Linked DNA regions of Oryctolagus cuniculus: region 2 is linked to region 1. The links are chromatin contacts, called in public Hi-C maps. All regions are on one chromosome and are shown on one strand. The core of a region is the stretch at or near the end of the contact, and the rest is flanking DNA. Distances in the headings are between cores, read along the strand shown.

The links. A called contact is a pair of places that touch in the nucleus more often than the background predicts.
Region 2: a contact with region 1 is called in a Hi-C map of psoas muscle, with 6 times the contacts expected there. The contact joins two enhancer-like sites. A contact is called at or near these places in 3 of 6 Hi-C or Micro-C datasets (ear pinna, psoas muscle and an unstated tissue).

The regions. Positions count from the first base shown.
Region 1 is chr12:110,127,698-110,131,572 of mOryCun1.1, reverse strand. All of the region lies in intron 5 of NEO1 (neogenin 1), which reads left to right. Among named protein-coding and RNA genes, the nearest start is that of NEO1, 110 kb to the left of the region's middle. Within about 2 kb of position 1,597, at least 1 of the 8 cell types and tissues checked has an H3K27ac peak or open chromatin away from gene starts, as enhancers often do.
Region 2 is chr12:110,320,361-110,324,235 of mOryCun1.1, reverse strand. No RefSeq gene overlaps it. Among named protein-coding and RNA genes, the nearest start is that of NEO1, 87 kb to the right of the region's middle. Within about 2 kb of position 1,740, at least 5 of the 8 cell types and tissues checked have an H3K27ac peak or open chromatin away from gene starts, as enhancers often do.

The DNA of each region.
Region 1 (3,875 bases), core at 348-2,847:
TTTTATTTTATTATTTTTTTTTAATGGTGTCACTCACCCTCCTCCTCCCTTGTAAATTTACTTGTATTTGTTTGGAAGAGTAACTGAAAGGTAGCAGATACAGAGATCTTCCATCTGCTGGTTCACTCCCCAAATGCCTGCAACAGGTAAGACTGGGCCAGACTGAAGCGAGGAGCCTGGATCTCCATCCAGGGTTTGCCTGTGAGTGACAGGGACACAGTATTTGAGCCTCTCCTGCTGCCCTTCAGGGTGCAATTTAGCAGGATTGAAAGCAGAGCTGAGACTTGAACACATGTACTCTGATATGGGATGCCAGTGTCAAAAGTAGCATCTTAATGGCTGTGCCAAATGCCCGTCCCCTGTTTACATTCTTCTAGTATATTATCCCTATTGACAGTATTCACTTTGTAAACTTCACTTTTTGAAGGCTTTATTTAAATAAGCAAATTATTTACAGTTGTTTTGTAATCCTGTCTTGGGACCTGAATCATTTTGGATTGGTTTGCAGTTCTTCTTAGATTTTTATTGCATCAATGGTCATTTTTAATGGCTTTCAAATAAATTCCACATTTTACAAGCTTGAAATAATTTTCTAATACTTATGTAAATTTATTCTGAACCACAATAGCCTCATTTCCATGGTAACTAACCACTTTCAGGTACTCTAGAAGAGACGAATGTCCATGTGAAATAAAATGAAGTGTGATGTAAAATTAAACTCACGTCTGTGTGGAATACAGATGCGTGATTTCTGACCGCAAGAAGGCGGCAGACCGAGGAGCCACCCACATACCTAAAGATCTTGCCTGTGTATGGTGTTTGTGCGTCAGGGCAGGGCAGGGCAGCTGAGAACTCAGATCTCCTGCGGCTTTGGTTCCCGGGTGACCTCCCTGAGGCAGGGGGACTTTGTGTGAGGGACAGCTGCTGTCAGGATGTCAGAGGCAGCAGGGGAGAGGGGATCGGGTTCCTGGATCCCGGCCACCTCCGTGGGAGGCCTGGACAGTGTGCCAGGACCCAGCCTGGCTCTTTGGGCATTTAGGGAAGTGAACCAGTGTGTGGAATCTGTTCCCTCCTCTTCCCCCTCCCCCTCCCTTCCCCCTCCCCTCCCTCTCCCCTCCCAGGGAGATGCCTGGGAGATGCCTCACGGATGTCGTTTCTGTGGTGGTGCTGAGGGGAAGGTGGGTGGTGCAGGGCCTGTGGGGAGCAGGCCTCAGCCCCTGTCCCTGAGGTGCACAGCGTCTTCCCTTTCTAAGCCCTCTGGGCTAATCTGCTGTCTTTGACTTCTTTTTTGCCTGGTTGTCTGGATTCTGCTTTGTGCTTCAGTCATTCCGATGAACACCTCAGATGGCTCCGTTTTGATGTTGTGGTGTGCCACTAGCCCTCAGATGACCCGTGGCCTCACCCCGTTCCCCGGGCCACTGTAGCTTCTTAGGGGATCCCCTACGTGTGTGCGTGCTGGACTCCTGGCTGTCTGGGACGTACACGGACACAGGGTTGGTACATGCTCTTCATTATTTAAAAAGCAGGATTGCACCCTGAGGGCAAAGCCGGGCCTCTGTGTCCACAGACAGTGAGAAGGTTCTTGACATTGCTTCTTAGCTCGTCTTTCTTGACCTCGGTGTTCAAGCGTCCCTAAGTTTGCCCTCTCTGGGTCTTGTTGATTAGCTTAGCTTGAGCCAGTATCTGGTTCAGCTTCATTGAGGAAATGACTTCTATTTGCTGTCTTTTATTGAACCGTATTTGTTTTACTTCATGCGATGTTTCCAGATTCGCTGTCTTTGGTCGAGAGAGAGGCCAGGAAGAATTTCAGTGATGTCAGTTACACTGCAAGCACGCTTCGTATATTAGATAGACCAATCTCTTAGACTTTCCCTTCTCTTATTTTAGTTCCTTTCCTTGTTATTCATTAGGCAGATGTAGGATTAGGACCAGCGGAGAAGGTGGAGCAGGTTCAAGAATTAAAAATGACTTCTTTCTTTCTTAAAATTAAACCCAGAAGCTGCAGTGTGGGCATTGGCAAGATAATCTGGGGAAATAATTATCCAGAACAAATTTCTGCTTGATCTTACGTTTCTTTCCCTGTGCCCTCGCCCACCCGGCACTGCTGAGTGTGTACCCAGGGCGGTTTCAAGTATCTCGGTTTGCAGTCACGTGGGGCCGCCCCCTCAGGTGCCAGCAGGACAGGACTGCCTTCTCTCAGACGGCGGTCACTCTCACTTGTCGGGAGCAGAGGGCTGCGTTCTGAGCGCTTCTGATGAAGGGCAGCCTGAACCTGAACCTGAACCTGTCCTGCTCTTCCCTAGTCCTTGTGAATGGAACCTCAGACATCCCTTAGGTTGGGATCATGTCGGTGCTTTCAGGTTTTTAGGGTGTTGCGGGAAGTCCAGGAAACTCAAGAGCAGTCATACTGGGAAGCCAGATATTTAAAATGGGCAGACACGAACCTGCTCCAGTGGAAGCTGGGCGGGATAGTAGAGCGACCACACTCTCGTCCCTCCATTCCTTCTGGGATTTTGTTTTTCTTGTCAGGGATTACATATATAGTTTCAGTGATCACCTTAAAAGCGACATCAGAGTTCTTTTTCAAGCCATGTTTATTCCGTGCCGACCACAGAGAGGCAAGAGACGGAAGGCAGCGTCACCAGAGATGCAGTGGCACATGCGCCCAGGCCTCCCCCCCGAGGGTGTGCGGGCTGACCCAGAGAAGTGACGCGCGTTTCCTGTCAGGTGTCAGCGCTGTCCCCAAGACTCGCTCAGACGATCTCGGTGACTTCGTGCAGAAAGCTGAAGGGAAAAGTGGCACCTGATCGTTTTTACAGATAAGTCCATTCCTTTTTTTTGGTAAGGATTTTTTTTATTATTATTATTTGAAAGCCAGAGTCACAGAGAGGCAGAGGCAGAGAGAGAGAGGTCTTCCATCTGCTGGTTCACTCCCCAAATGGCCGCAACGGCCGGAGCTGGGCTGATCTGAAGCCAGGAGCTTCTTCTGGGTCTCCCACGTGGGTGCAGGGGCCAAGCACTTGGGCCCTCTTCTACTTCTACTGCTTTCTCAGGCCATAGCAGAGAGCTGATCGGAAGTAGAGCAGCTGGAACCTGAACCTGCGCCCATACGGGATGGCGGCACTGCAGGCGGCAGCTTTGCCTGCTACGCCACAGTGCCGGAAGTTCATTCCTTGAATTGGCAGTCATAGTCTAAGCATTTAAAAAAGTATTCTGGAAAGTAATTTTTATGTGTAAGTTCTAACTCAGTAAGGATCATGGGCCTAGCTGGTTTTCTTCTCTTGTATTTTGGAAGCAGAGTTTCTGTGCCCAGAGTCTGACTTATGACCCTGAGAAATGACTGGAGTCACCTGGGTCTCCTGTGCCGTCTCCAGCACCGCACCCGTGGTCGAGACCCTGATGTCTGTCCTCCGTTTCTCTTCTGTCTTATTTATTTATTTAACAGAGTTATAGACAGTGAGAGAGACAGACAGAAAGGTCCTCCCTCCGTTGGTTTACTCCCCACACGGCCGCCACGGCTGGTGCTGCGCCAGTCTGAAGCCAGGAGCCAGGTGCGTCCTCCCAGTCTCCCATGCGGGTGCAGGGATCCAAGCACTTGGGCCATCCTCCACTGCCTTCCCGGGCCACAGCAGAGAGCTGGACTGGAAGAGGAGCAACCAGGACTAGAACCCGGCACCCATATGGGATGCTGGCGCCGCAGGTGGAGGATTAACCAAGTGAGCCACGGAACCAGCCCCTCTATTCTGTCTTACATTGCATTGTTCTTTCTTACAACTGGGTCTCATAGTAGTGCTTTTTTTATTATTATTATTTGTTTAAAGATTTTATTTGAGAGGGAGAGTTACAGAGAGAGGGACAGAGAGAAAGGTCTTCCA
Region 2 (3,875 bases), core at 491-2,990, 190 kb before region 1:
GAGCCAGTGAACAGAAGATCTGTCTGTCTCCCTTCTGTGCCCTTTTGACTTTCAAATAGAATGCAATTTTAAAAATGTGATGTATCGATATGATTCAGGTTCAAGACTTTTACCCAGCACTCCTCATAGACAATGCTGGGTACTCAGCTCCTGGCTATCACCCCAGGAGGGATGCCAGGTCCACAGCCCGCCGAGACCGACCGCTGGGTCAAGGCGGTGCTGGCTGGGTCTCAGAGTGAGGCTGCTCTCAATCCTGGAGACAACAAGCAACTGTGATATGGGACGTGGACCCTCCTGGCTCTGGAGCTCACGGGCAGCCTCCCACTGCATGCTCCCAGCATCTGCCGAGGAGTCTTGCTGGGATGGGTCACCCCACAGGGGCTGCAAGTGCTCATTTCCCAGTGCCTATTTCTCTTCCTTTAGTAGCTGGCACGCTCCGGAAACAAAGACGACGGAAACACGGGAGGGGTGTGTGTGTGAGAGAGACAGACCCTTTCCCTTGGATGGCCTGGTTTCCGCAGAAACTGTTGGTAAGTGGCAGTATATTTTAAACGCTCAGAGTCAAAGTCACGCTTGTCCCAGAGTTCTCCCTCCGCACGCAGCCCCAGGAATTGTCTGCCGGAGCCTGGGAAGGGGGGGGGTGGGAGCACAGCGCATGTGTTGCACCCCTGCTCCGCAGAGCCCTTCTCCGGTCAGCTGATCCTAAATGCCAGGTGAAAAGGTGCCAAGCTGTGTCTCAGCACAGATCCGGGTATCTGCATTACAGGTTTGGCGCTAACCTTCCCTCTCACTGGAAGGCTCTCCTAGCTGGGTTTTCCCAGGAAGACTGCCGATTCCACTCGCTGCTAGAATTCAGTGCTGCACATTTTTCTTTGGCTGAGAATTTTACTTTAAGCACTGCAAGGCGAACTCTTCATTCCCCAGCTCGAAGTGAACAACTCCCTCCCTCCCGCAGGCTGCGCCTTCCCCTGGCCGGGCCTGCTGCTAGCACAAAACCCCGGGCTCCATCCAGCCAAGCCGCACAAGCTCGCCCTGCGCTCTTCTGTGCGTCCTCATGAGCCCAGGCGGCACGCAGCTTCCTCACTGCCACGGCCGCCCGCGGGGGTTCCTGCATCTCCGGGCTTTCTCGCCTCCCTGATCTCCCAGGGCTGCTGTGGGGCGCTCTCTTCCTGAAATCACACGCAGCCCGCCCTGCCCTCTCTTTGACCCTTTTGCCGCCACGCTGCAACCTAAGCTCCCATCTAATTGCTGCTCTGCCTGGCTCAGCAGAACCTGACCTCTTGCCGGGTCCCTCTCTTAAAGCGACTGTTTCTCATTACGTTCGCCTGGTCTGAGCTTTTCCCGGGTTTGCCTCCTCTTCTTCAGGCATCTGAGGCAGCAGGTTCCAGTACGCCGCAGCCTCTGGGGAGAGAGGGGTCTGGGCTAGGAGCCTCCAGCCACGACGCCAGCGTGGCTCCCTCCGGATGCAACTTCCAGCTTCGGCCGCAACGTGAACACTCGTCGTGCCCAGAAAGCTGCCCGGCCTTGCTCTAGACTTTCGTCTGCCAGCCTGTCGTCGTCCAACCCACCCCACGCAAACACAACGTGTTCTCTTTAACACTGAAGGCCCAGAGCCTCCGCCCAGAAAGGGAAGTTGAAAGCCAAGTTCCAGGCAGCCAGCGGCTCCTGAGATCTGACCAGCAACCTGGCGGGAAGCCCGGCTGTGCCCAGCCAGCGCCAGTGGGGGCTCCTCTCAGAGCCCTGCGAGGAGGTGGCCTCCGAGGCGCAGCTGATCCTTCCCTTAAAAAGAAAGTCTTCACGGGTCTGGGAGGAGAGGGAAAACGCAGTGTGATAAGCATGCCAATGAAAAGGAGGGGAGTTTGCCAGCACTCAGCTTTGCTAGCCAAAAAAGAAAAAAAAAAAAAGAGTCATCTATAAAAAGCACTGGAAGGCTTCTGCTTCCAGCCTGGGGCCACCGCCAGAGAGACAGATTTCTCTCCCTCAGCTCAGCTTCTTCCAGGCGCTTTCCTTGTCTGTCTGGGACACAAACTGGGGGTGGTCAGAGGAAGCTGCAGGCACGGGCCCTGGGAGCCGATGCAGCCTGCACCCTGCTGATGGGGTTGCAGCAGGGAGACCCCACTCGGTCCCCAGCCTGGCAGGTCCTGGAGGCCAGATCAGGGGCTCCCTGCTGCTTTTGCTGTCACCTCCTTTTCCTCCCCTTTGCCTCCTTTTCCCAGTGACAAAGCGGCCAAGGGCATCCAGGCCTGAGGCTGCCTCCCCGTCACTCCGTACTGATCTGTGTGGCTCCACACGTCTGAGTTCTCTCCCACTGCACCGTCCTGATGCGTGACCCCAATGTCTGCAAAAGAAATGGTGCAATCTGCAGGGGCTGCTGTGGAGAGGAATAAATCAGGATGTAAATAAACCCGCCAGAGTAGGGGGTGCTGGGACTTCGCACAATGGCGATAACGTGTTCCGGAAGATGGATTTGCAGTGTTGCTGGTGAGCTCTGCCTGAAGGGCATGGCTCCCGCCTGGGGCCGCGGGGGGAGAGAGAGCGAGCCGAGCCGTGCGGAAATTCCCTCGTGGGGCCATTGGCCTTAAATAGATTCCAGGAGCCGACCTAATTGCTGGTTCAGTCTCGTGCTTTGATTTCCCTTCTCTCAATTCCTTGCATCCCATGTGGTCTTGGTGAAGCGGCCCTGAGCTGCCCTCAGTCCTACTGAGGACCTTTCTGGCCTTGTGACGGGCTCTGTAGGAGACTCGGTGCAGGAATCCTGCCCTGGGAAGCACCAGAGGTTGCCAAACTGGGAGGCCAAGCCGTGCCGGCAGTTTCCAGGGAAGAGGCAGGTGAAGGTTCCCGCGGGGACTCAGAAGCACAGGCAGCTTTCCCTGCTCCAGCCCAGAGCCCTGTTGCTACTGGGATGGCGCCCGGCAGGAGGGAGAACTTCCTGTCTTATGGGGTCTTCGTGTACCACCTGGCCAGCACGCAAGGCCTCCGCCAAAGCCCTCTGCGGTCCGGCCCGGTGACTACCTCCCACCCTCTTCCCTCCCCCGCTGCCCATCTCCTGTGCTTGACCCGGCATCACCTTCTCACGTTTTCTCTCTTCCTGTGCCCCCAGTGTACCCTCTTCCTGCCCTCTGGAAACCCTCACACATTAGCAAAAGTACAGAGACCTGTGCATCTGCACTCCCCACCCAGCTGCAACAGCCCCCGGCCCAGGGCCGTCCCACATCTGTGATAGGCACGCCAAAGAAACGCAGTTGTCATTTCATCTGTAACTAGCTTGGTCTATCTCCCCAGAAGGGAAGGACTCTTTTTTTGGACACAACACTTCTGTTATTACACCTGAAAATCGTAATTTCTGATCATCTCCAAATACCCAGCGTGCAAAGTTCCCCTGCACCTCGATTTATTCTTGGTTTGCCCAAGTCAGGAAGCGTGCAGCTGCAGCCACGCCCCAGCTCTCCACGGGCAGCCCGGGATGTGCGGAATGCATGGAGGTGCAAAAGGGACAGGTGTGGGTGGAGCCTGCACTCCGCATCGGGTCTTGTTCCGGGCTGGCGCTGCGCCCCAGGCGTCTCCTCAACAAGGCTGGGCAGCGACAGTGGTGCAACCCCGGGCAGCCCCGTGGTTACGCTGGGGAGCTGCTTCAGGCTGCAAGTCTGTCTTCACGCGGGTTCTTCCTCAGTATTCATTCACTGACGGCCCTGGGTTCCTTGCGTTTGAGTTTCCCACAGACGGAACTGAGCTGATTATGTCCTGGTGCTGGGGGCCAGCGTGTTCCTCTGTCTCTTGCATTTCCTTTGAGTTTGTAGTTAGGTGACGAGTGTTCATCAGATTCAGGGTTTTCATCTCAAGAATAATGGCCGGCACTGCGACTCAATAGGCTAATC